2 separate regions of the Sus scrofa genome follow, and region 2 is linked to region 1. The links are chromatin contacts, called in public Hi-C maps. All regions are on one chromosome and are shown on one strand. The core of a region is the stretch at or near the end of the contact, and the rest is flanking DNA. Distances in the headings are between cores, read along the strand shown.

Region 1 (5,194 bases), core at 1,794-4,293:
GTTCTTTTTTTTTTTTTTTTTTTTTTAGGGCTGCATCTGCAGCATATGGAAGTTCCCAGGTCAGAGCTGCAGCTGCTGGCCTACACCGCAGCCACAGCAACAACACCGGATCCAAGCCATGTCTGCAACCTACATGCACCCCAGCTCATGGCAATGCTGGATCCTTAACCCACTGAGCGGGTCCAGAGATGGAACCTGCATTCTCATGGATACTAGTGGGATTCGTTACCGCTGAGACACGATGGGAACTCCCAGTTCTGTATTGTCTGTTTCTGATAATCTGCCTGATGCAGAGCTGAGCTTCAGTGAAAGCTTGGGGGAAAAACCTGCATCCGATCCCTCTGCTTTCTTCCCTCCTGCCTGCTGAACTCTTATTGGTCCCTCGGTATCCAGGTTAAATGTCAGCTCTGCTGTGAAATCTCTCTCTCTCTTTTTTTTTTTTTTTTGGTCTTTTTGTCTTTCCTAGGGCTGCACCCGCAGCATATGGAAGTTCCCAGGCTAGGGGTTGAATCGGAGCTGTAGCCGCCAGCCTACGCCAGAGCCACAGCAATGCCAGATCTGAGCCCGGTCTGCGACCTACACCACAGCTCACGCAACGCCAGAGCCTTAACCCACTGAGCAAGGCTAGGGATCGAACCCACAACCTCATGGTTCCTCGTCAGATTCGTTAACCACTGTGCCACGACGGGAACTCCCTGCCGTGAAATCTGACTGTCTTCTCCGGCTCCCACAGCCCCCGACTTCCCTCAGAACAAGCATTAAGCCCCTTGATTTAGGGCTTCTGGCCTCTAGAACTGCCAAAGAATCACGTCTGTTGTTTTAAGCTACCCAGTTTGTAGTAATATGATACAGCAGCCTCAGGAAACGAATCCAGCTTGGAAACAGACAAATGTTTTCTGTGAAATTCCACCAGATTTTGTAACCAGATGAAGTTTGGGATTTCCCAATTGCTCCCTTCTAAACAAACACCTGATCACACAGCCTAGGCTCTCTCGTCATGAGGAACCACTCTCGGTGTTTCTGTGACATCCATCTTAGCCAGTGCTGGGATCCGATCCAAAGTGTCTTCAGGCTTCTGAACACTCTTGAAAGATAGTATGCTTCTCTTTTTATTAAAATATTTTTAATGAAATTATTACATCTGAGGCCCCGCACTTGGCACTTTATTTACATTGATTTACTTAATTCCCACAGCAACCTTGCTACTGTTTGGCAGATGGGAAAAATTACAGCTGAGAGAGCGGAACTGGCTTGCCTAGGAACATGTAGCTAAAAGGTGGCAGAGCCAAGATTCCAAAAGTTCCTGATTCCTGCTGTGCCTAACTCTAAAACACTGTGTTCTTTCTGCTACATCGGTCTATATGGTGGGGAAACTCACAGTCTAGGAGGGAAAAAGGCAGGTCATTATTTCTGCAGAATGACTCCATGGTATTTACTATGGAAGCAATTGCTATAGATGCTATCATTATGATCAAGGAAGTCTTTATGGGAGTTCCCATCTTGGCGCAGTGGAAATGAATCCGACTAGGAACCATGAGGTTGCAGGTTCGATCCCTGGCCTTGCTCAGTGGGTTAAGGATCCGGCATTGCTGTGAGCTGTGGTGTAGGTCGCAGACGGGGCTCAGATCTGGCATTGCTGTGGCTCTAGCATAGGCCAGCAGCAACAACTCCGATTAGACCCCTAGCCTGGGAACCTCCATATGCCACTGGTGCAGCCCTAAAAAGACAGAAGACAAAAAAAAAAAAAAAAAAAAAAAAAAAAGGAAGTCTTTATGGAAGAAGCAGCATTTGAACTGGGTTTTCACTTCAAAAACACGTCCTAATTCTCTGCCCCGTGCTGGGAATCCAGAGGTGAATCAGAGAAGATTCTCCTGCTTGAGGAATTCATTCTGTTTGTGGAAGGGGTACGTGTGGCTACATGTGTCTTACACACTTATTAAAAGACGATGGATAGAATAATCAGGAATGTGGTAGAGGTAAGTTTCCTAATTCAGGGTCCCAGAGGGAATCACAGATGTTCAAGAAAGGATCCCAGCAGGTCCCACTGTGGCACAGAGAATTAAGGATCCAGTGTTGCTCAGGTAGCTGCTACGGCGTGGGTTCCACCCCGCGTTCCCTCCACCCCCACCCCTCTGGGTTAAGGATCCTGCTTGCCACACAGCTGTGGTAGGTTGTAGGTAGCAGCTGCGGAGAGAATTCCATCCCCGGCCTGGGAACGTTCTTTTGCCAAAGGGCGTGGCCCCCAAAATAAAAGGATCCTAGGCCCAGATGAGATCTGATGGGCAAGTAAGCCTCATTAATCAGGAGGAGAAAAGTAGAGAAGGCTTTTCAGGGACAGCATAAACAACCCACTCACAGAAATGAAATAGCATCCTGAGTGCCTGGCTCAGCGTACCAGTTAGTGCAGGGGCAGGAAGGGCGGGACTTGTGGGATGGAATTGGTCGTGGGTGGAGCTGGTGGAACTGCCCGACAAGTTTCTGGTCTCAGTACATCCTGCGTGGTGGTTTTCTGCAGAAGCGTAAAATATTCTTTTCAAGCCCCGCACGTCGACAGGAGCCCCTCAGGAAAAGCCTGCTCCGGGGTTTGCAACTACAGACTCAGCTGGTGCCAAGGAAGTCCCCGCTCTCCAGGAGAGGCCAGTTACCATGGCAACTAGGTTAGGGCGGAAGCGGCTCCCAAAACTGACTCTCACTAATCAGGTGACTCTCCTGCCTCCTACACGTGACACCAGAGCCCGAGCGCACAGTCTACCTAATCAGACTCCGCCCCTCATTTCCTTTACAGACAACTGACAGCGACCTCGAGCAATGGTCTCCGCGGCTCCTCCCAGAGGCCCCGCCCCTTGGTAGTGAAAGACCCAATTAGACTGGAAAGAAAAGAAGCAACGCCCCAGGTTTCACCCCGGCTTGACAGGCGCAATTTAGGCCGTCCCTGGGTCCCTCCGCCCCTGGTTCATTCCTACCCGCGATGGACAGACCGTCTGCCCAATAGCACGTCCCTCGTCTGTCCTTGGTTCCCGCCCCCGTGAGAGCCGAACCAATGGGCAAGCCAGGTCTCAGCGGGTGGTGGGGGGTTGCACTGCGGTAATATGGCTCTTCCTTAGCGAGCGGCGGCGGCAGGCGGAGGTGGGGTAGAGAGGTCCTGCCTCTCGGGTGGTTGGTTTCTGGGCTGTAGGGGCTCGGCAGGTCGTGACTGGGCGGTGGTGGCGGATGCCGGAGGAGCGCGGGCCCCGCCGCTTGGCGGCCCCCGGGTTGAGATGAGCACCTCGGCGTCGGTCGGGGGCCCGATCCCCCAGCCGCCCCCGGGCCAGGCCGCCGCGCTGCCTCCCGGTTCCACCGCGCGGGCCCTGCATGTGGAGCTGCCGTCTCAGCAGGTAACCCCGCGGGCTCGCGGCGCTGGGAGGGGCTGGGAGGAGGCTCGTGAGGGGACCCCGTAGCCGGCGGGCTGATTCCGTGCCAGCCGGGAGACCCTGAGAAGTGGCCGGGGAGAACTTGGAGGGCCGGGGAGGGCTGTCCAGAGGTCTTGGGAGGAGAAAGAAGGATCCAGGGATGGCCGAACCTCTGGGGGATTCCCGGGTCCCAGGAGACCTCCCTTTGCAGGAGATGGGCTGGGAAGGGGCGGGAAGGGATCCAGTGAAACTCCCTAGGGGGCCCGGCGGGTGTCCGCCACTCCCTGCGTAAGGAGCTGGGGATTCCCTGGCGCAGACCCTCCCCTTTATCCGCTTGGGGAGGGACCCGGGGAAGCCCTGGTGTCCCAGGAGAGACGGGGAACCTCTTTTCTTTCCTCAACCCACTTACTTGATGACAAACTAATTGGTACTCTGTAGTTGCGGAGAAGTGAGGAGTCTTTAGGGTTTCGAGCATTTACTTTTAATCTCTCCTTATTATGAAGTACTCCACTGAGCTTCTCAAGAAAATTCTTTTGAGGCTTTGGGTTTCCTTCCTCGTCCTCCGACTTCCACGGAGAGCATTTTAGCCGTTTAGGGGGGCGCTTTGCTATTGCATTCGGTCAAAAGAGTATCTGTGGAAGGACGATTTGATGTACATATTCATGTGCATATTCTTTAGCCAGGCTTACAGGGAGGGCTTCTTTGAGCCACGCTTGGATCCACATTGTAGGCGGATAAGAAAGCGAGGACACCGAGTTTGGGGACCTGACAGAATTCTTTGTGTCACCCACGTCTGTGGAGTGCCTCTTCCTTCCTTCTCTCCCTTGCTTCTTTCTATCTCCCAAGAGGAGACTTCGCAGGAACCTTAGCATTAAAGAGACTTAGAATGCCTTTCATCATCCCCTTTCCATGAAGTGGACCTCAGGAAAACGATCAGTTATTGAGTGTGAACCATGTTAGATTAATGCCAGGTGCTCAACTGGCTGCTGGTTAATTTAATCTCCCACGTCTGGGAAGTAGCGATTTTTATTAGCCCCATTTTGTAGGTCAGGAGACTGAGGCTTAAATACGGCCAAGCCCTGCAGTTACTAAGTGGCTGGGCTGGGTTTCAGAATCCAGCTGGTGACCGATTACAGCCCCAGCACGTGGTTGTCGTGCTGCAGACTTGAGCAACCTTTTCTCCGCTATCTTCACACAAGACAGAGCACTTTCCTTCCTACCCTTCCTCCAGCTTCCCATCCCTGTCTTAGTATTTAGGAAAGAGCCAGACTTCCGGAAGAGTGCGGAGGTTGGGGGCAGAGGGTCGGTGGGAAACGGGATGGATTGAATACGGGAAAGTGTGGAGACGTGGGGGCTGCTAAAGGAAGAGGAGAGTTGGACATCAGCGCGACAGTGGTGGCCATTGAGCTGAGTTGTTTGCAGAAGCAAGGGCTTTTTGTGCGGTAACAGAGGATTGAAAAGACTGGCATAGCGCGGGCCCGGGTTTTGTGGCCCTCTTGGGAAGGGAGTTTGTGGAGAATCTTAGGAGCTTCAGGGTGGTGACGTTTGGATTGTATTTACGAGGTGCTGGGGGAGAGTGAAAGCCTGGTGGGGGAGACTAGCCTCAGGAATGAGCATTCATGCGAATTTGCAAGTGTGTGTAGGTGGATGACTGGGATAGGCAGTGGTGGCCACTGTTACAGGCATCCTGGAGACCTCCTGAGTCCAGAGCCAAGAGGGATTTAGTTTGGGAGCGCTTTGGGGAAATGTGGAATTAGGAAAGAGAAAGCATCATTTGTTTCCTAGAGCCTGTTCTCTGATAACAG
Region 2 (5,830 bases), core at 2,494-4,993, 44 kb after region 1:
TTGAACTTTATCGAAATGAAATCATTCTCTTGTGCCTGGCTTCCGTGTCTCAGCTTTGTATCGTAAGACTCATTCATATGGTGGAGTGTCTTCGTGGTTTGTGGGCTCTGTAGTGTTCAGTTGTGTGAATATACCAGAATTTATCCATTCTCCTTTTGATGGGAATTTGGCTAGTTTGGGGCTATTGCGAATCATACCTCTATGAACATTCTTGTATGTATCTGTTGGTTGAACATTTGTATGCATTTCTGTTGGGTGGCCTTGCTGGGAATATTCATACGATAAACTTTAGTATATGTTGCCAAACAGTTTTCCAAAAGTGTTGTTTCATTTACACTCTCACCAGCAGTCTGGTGAACACTTGATTTTTTTTTTTCAATCTTTTGAATTTAAATTATTGATAGATATTTATATAGTATTTTTTGGTTTCAGTTTAAATCAAGACAGATATTTTTAATGTCAGACTAAGCACATGTAGTGCCAACAGTGTGCCTGACTTAAAAGAATTGATCTTGGAGTCCTCGTCGTGGTGCTGCGGAACCGAATCTGACTAGGAACCATGAAGTTGCAGGTTTGATCCCTAGTCTCAGTGGGTTAAGGATCCGGCATTGCCATGAGCTGTGGTGTAGGTTGCAGATGAGGCTCGGATCTGGTGTGGCTGTGGTGTAGGCCAGCAGCTGTAGCTCCGATTGGACCTCTAGCCTGGGAACCTCCATATGCCGCGGGTGTGACCCTAAAAAGACAAAAAAAAAAAAAAAAAAAAAAAAATTGATCTTAAGAACAGCTCTTTTTAAGGTTGTGCATCTAGATATAGTGACGCCTGATGACTGCCACCTGGTGGTCAAAGAGTGTAGGACCTTATTGATTTTAACTTTCTAAAGACAGAATCATCATTGAAGAAAAATGCTTGCTAGAATTAATGATAAATTGGACTATTATAGAGGGTAATAAATATAAGGGAGTAACATCAAGCAGAATGAGGGCGTGTCTGGCAGGGATGACGGTTGTTTTTCTTTGGTAATCACAGAGAAGATCCCATTTGAGCAGATACCTGAAAAGAGGGAGGGAACAAGCTGTGTATCTTCGTGGAGGAAGACTGTCCCAGGCCAAGAAGGTAGGAGTGCATTTGAGGATTTCAGGGAGTGGCTAAGAAGTTAGCATGGCTGGCGTGGAGTGAGCAGTTCGAGATTTGCTAGGCAAGCGTGACCGAGACAGCCTAAGGGACTGCGGATCAGAGCAGAGGACGAAGAGACCTGGAGAGACAGCAGGTGGTAGCCAGGGGGTGGATGGCGTGAGGATGAGATTTTGGAAGGTCACACAAAATTGGGAGCATCTGGTGGCCAAGGACCCCAACTTACTCATTTTCCTGCTTTCCAGTGTCCTTAGCACAGTGCTTTGCCCAGAGAAGTGCGGTAAGTGTCGGCTGCATTAACTAGAATAACCCCCCTTGACAGGCTGAACGGTGAGGTGTCTGCAAGTATGGGTCGGGGTCCTGGTCTCTTCCCAGCTGTATCTAGCATAGAACACACAGTGGCGAATTCCTAATTCCACTTTCCTATCTCTGGCTTCGACTAACCTTACCCTCCAAACCACTTGTTAGCTTTTGGGAACTTTTTTGTTTCTGGTTCAGGAGGAAGTTAGATCCTTAGTATTTTTTTTTTGGTCTTTTTGTCTTTTGTAGTTGTTGTTGTTGTTGTTGCTATTTCTTGGGCCGCTCCCGCGGCATATGGAAGTTCCCAGGCTAGGGGTTGAATCGGAGCTGTAGCCACCGGCCTACGCCAGAGCCACAGCAACGCGGGATCCGAGCCGCGTCTGCAACCTACACCACAGCTCACGGCAACGCCGGATCGTTAACCCACTGAGCAAGGGCAGGGACCGAACCCGCAACCTCATGGTTCCTGGTCGGATTCGTTAACCACTGCGCCACGAAGGGACCTCCAAGGAGGTGTTAATTTTTAAGTTCTCACTTGTGATTCAGGTGTGTATGGGATGCATTACACACATTGTTTCTCATCCCGATAGCAGTGCTACAAAGTCAGAAGGATTCCTGTGTTAGAGTGAAGGAAACTGAAGTTCAGACAGATGGAGGAACTTGCTCTAGGACCAGAGCTGGTGGGGAGCCCGGCTCTTTGACAGCTTTGTGCTGCCTCCCTTATGTCACACTTCCTTCCGCTGGGTCTAGTGGAGGCCCGTGATGGGCCTTGTAATTGAATAAACAAAGCTCTGTATTTTTAGGGAAAGCGTGTGACATACTTGTCAGAACCAAAACTTCTGTTGGAATTGTGACGGCTAGAGCTGTTTTTAAATCTTGGGAAAAAGCTGGATGAACAGAATAGACACTTTTAAAGAGTTACTGGCCTGAGGGAAGCTTAAACAAGTATATGTTTTAGTTGAATTGTGACCAAATGAATTAACTGTGTATGTGTGTGTGTGTCTGTGTGTGTGTGCCTGTGTGTGTGTGTGTCTGTGTGGGGTGTGCGTGTTGTGTGCATGAGAGAGAGAGAGAGAAGAGAAGAGAGAGGCAGAGGCAGAGAGAGTAGGGGTCGCTGCTCTTGCCTGTGTCGTCTTAAGTTTCTGGTGTTACCCTTCCTCATCTTCAAGGCTTTGCAGTCTCTGCCGGACAGTTACATAATTGGGGGGGGGGGGGGCAATTGACCCCTGCAATTACAGGACCAGGGAAGAAGAGGAGTCTGTGGAAACATGGAGGGGAGGGTGGTTAGGAAAGGTTTCTAACAGTGGCAAGACAGGAAGGATGAAGACAGGTGAACGAGGCAGGGCAAAGGGAGTTTATTGGGCTGAGGAATAAGGACTGCTTATACATTTAGTTTGCAATTCTTAAGACTTGTATGTTTTGGGAAAGTTGGAACAGCGTTTTTGATTCTTAGGTGTATTTCTTGTGACCATACATTTGTGGTAAGTGATAAGAATAGTGGTCACTTGTTTCTGCTTTGATATTTTCTTTATATGTGTATTTCTTTAATAACCAAGAGGTATCAGGAGTTCCCGGGCCAGGGATCAAGCCCATACCGTAACAATAACCAGAGCCACACCAGTGACAATGCTGGATCCTTAACCCTCTGAGGCACCAAGGAACTCCAAGGCTCTTTTCTTTTCTTTTTTTTTTTTAAGTTTACAGGATTCTATTCCATCTAATTTGACAGTTTAAGCGGTCCTTTTGGTATGCTTCCTGTTTTTGTTTCTCTAAGCATTTGTGCAGTTGGTGGTTTATTGAATTCCATTCTACCCTGCTGTTTCACTCCTGCACTTTCATGGTCCCAGCTCACTGTGGAGAGGGACCTCTTGTAGGCATGGCTGGGGCCCGGGCCTGGGCCTGGGCTTTGAATCATGTTCCTGTTGCCTTTTAAGACTGCAACGCGTCCAGTTTATATAGTTCAGTTAGTGCCTTTAAGAGAATAGCCCTCTGGATCTCCACTTATCTCTCTGGGTTCTAGCTTTCCTTTTGGCTTGGAAAATCTTTGGTGATGATGGTGCTTTATTATTATTTTTAAAAATATGAAATTCCCTGGTGACCTAGCGGTTAAAGGATCAGGTGTTGTCACTACTGGACCTTGGATTGCTGCTGTGGTGCGGGTTTGATCTCTGGCCCAGAAACTTCTGCATGCCAGTTGCAGCCAAAAAAAAAAAAAAAAAAAGTTCAGCTGGCATTCTTAGTTGTTTTCAGTGGGAGGATTTTCTAGCCCGCCGTTATCAGAAGTGGCTGGCTCCCTTCCATTCATTCCTGCGGCCGAGTATGAAATTTAGTCTTACTGTTTCACAGTTACCTGCTCTGTTTTACCCAAAATATTATTTCCTATCCCCATTGCCCATCATTTTCAATAAATTTGTCTAAGAATAACTTTAGCTTCTTAAAATAACTAATGAAAGATTTGCTTCGAATCTTTCAAAAAGAGATTTGCTACTACCAAACATTTCAGTGTATATTTCCTACAAACAAGGAGCGTTTTACATAATCACAGAAAAGTATAACTTGGACACAGTACATTTATCCAACCACAGGCCTTCATCCCCCACCCCCAGCTTTGTTGAGGGACAGTTGACAGAAATTGTGTATATTAAGGTGTGTGGTGTGATGTTTTGGTGTGTGTGTATACACACATATATATATATAGATACTGGTTTCATTTCCTTTGGATAGCTACCCAGAAAAGGGATTATTAGATCATATAGTAGCTGTAGCTTTTGTTTTTTGGTTTTTTTTTTTTTTTTTTTTTTGGTCTTTTTAGGGCCACACGCACGGCATATGGAGGTTCCCAGGCTAGGGGTTGAATCAGAGCTGTAGCTGCCGGCCTGCGCCACAGCCACAGCCACAGCCACGCCAAGTCCAAGCCGTGTCTGCGACCTACACCACAGCTCACAGCAATGCCAGATCCTTAACCCATTGAAAGAGGCCAGGGATTGAACCTGCGTCCTCACGGATATCAGTCAGATGTGTTTCCCCTGAGCCACAGTGGGAATTCCGGTAGTTCTAGTTTCAATTTTTTTGAGTTCCCTCTGTCCTGTTTTCCAAGTGGCTGTACCAGTTTACGTTTCCACTGAACTAATTCACAGTCATAATTCAGATACTGTCAACTCTCCAGGACCCAATTCAGAATCACTCTGTTTTTAGTTGTCATGCTGCTTTATTCTTATTAGTCTGCACAGTTGTTTTTAGCCTTTTGGGGGGGGGTGTTGGCTTCAATTTTTGAAACTATACAGACCAGTTATTTTGTAGATTCTCTTTCAATTTGTCTGTTTCCTCATGATTACATTCAGGTTATGCATTTTTGGCAGGGAAACCATAGATGCAATATTATATTCAGTGTTTTGTTTTAGGAGACACATGTTATTGGCTTGTCCCAATATTGATGGTAACTTTTGTCACTTGACTACAGTGGTGCCTGTCAAGTTTTTCCATTGTGAAAATATAATTTATCTTTTTCTTTTCTTTTATTCTTTTTTTTTTTTTTTGCTTTTTAGGCCTGCACCCATGGCATATGGAAGTTCCCAGGCTAGGGGTCGAATTGGAGCTACAGCTGCCAGCCTACGCCAGAGCCACAGCGACGCAGGATCTGAGCCGCGTCTGCGACCTACACCACAGCTCTTGGCAACGCTGAATCCTTAACCCACTGAGCGAGGCGAGGGATCGAACCTGCAACCTCATGGTTCCTGGTCAAATTTGTTTCCGCTGTGCCATGATGGGAACTCCTAATTTTTCCTTTTATAATTAATAAGTGATTTGTGGGGGAGAAACTTGGAGGCTTTGTATACATCCTGCTTCTCATCAAATGCTTGCTCACCAGTTTTAGCATCCATTGATTTTCTAACTCGCTCCTTGAATATTTATTATTTGGCATTCTAATTTTCCTTTATCTCCTATTTAATTAATACTAATCTCCATCTTTATGGACTCAAAGGTTCTGTTTTATTCAGTGAGTTATAATCTATTAGCATCATTATTTATTTTGATGCTGAACTTATCCCACGTTTGGTTAGTGAGAGCTCTGTGAATGGATCCTTTGGCATCATTCTTTGAGTGCTTCCTTACCCTCTGGCCCAAGATGTCCCAGAGGCACTTTGTACTCTTCCTGCCCCAGCCCTGGAATCAGCCTTTTCCCCGAGGAACTTTGGTTCCTTTTAGTGAAACTGCTGAATAGACAGATCTGAGCAGGCTCATTGCTACTGGTGTGCTCATTACTTCCAGACTTTCTTAAGGCACTGAGCTAGGAACACACACACACACACACACACACACACACACACACACACACACACACGGTACCCCTATGTCTATTGTCCTGTCTGTCTCTCTATTAAAAACAATGCATTCACA

What was found. A called contact is a pair of places that touch in the nucleus more often than the background predicts.
Region 2: a contact with region 1 is called in a Hi-C map of liver, with 2.8 times the contacts expected there. The contact joins the enhancer-like site here to the promoter of UVRAG in region 1. A contact is called at or near these places in 1 of 5 promoter capture datasets (liver), 11 of 47 Hi-C or Micro-C datasets (alveolar macrophages, embryonic fibroblasts, fetal heart ventricle and 6 more) and 1 of 2 datasets of contacts at active chromatin or transcription factors (alveolar macrophages).

Annotation. Positions count from the first base shown.
Region 1 is chr9:10,085,736-10,090,929 of Sscrofa11.1, forward strand. It overlaps UVRAG (UV radiation resistance-associated gene protein), which reads left to right and starts at 3,044. Exons shown (of 16, transcript XM_021062526.1): 1 at 3,044-3,374. The coding sequence starts at 3,352.
Region 2 is chr9:10,128,613-10,134,442 of Sscrofa11.1, forward strand. All of the region lies in intron 4 of UVRAG (UV radiation resistance-associated gene protein), which reads left to right. Among named protein-coding and RNA genes, the nearest start is that of UVRAG, 43 kb to the left of the region's middle. Within about 2 kb of position 3,744, at least 11 of the 83 cell types and tissues checked have an H3K27ac peak or open chromatin away from gene starts, as enhancers often do. A contact at or near this core is called in liver, where this site is marked.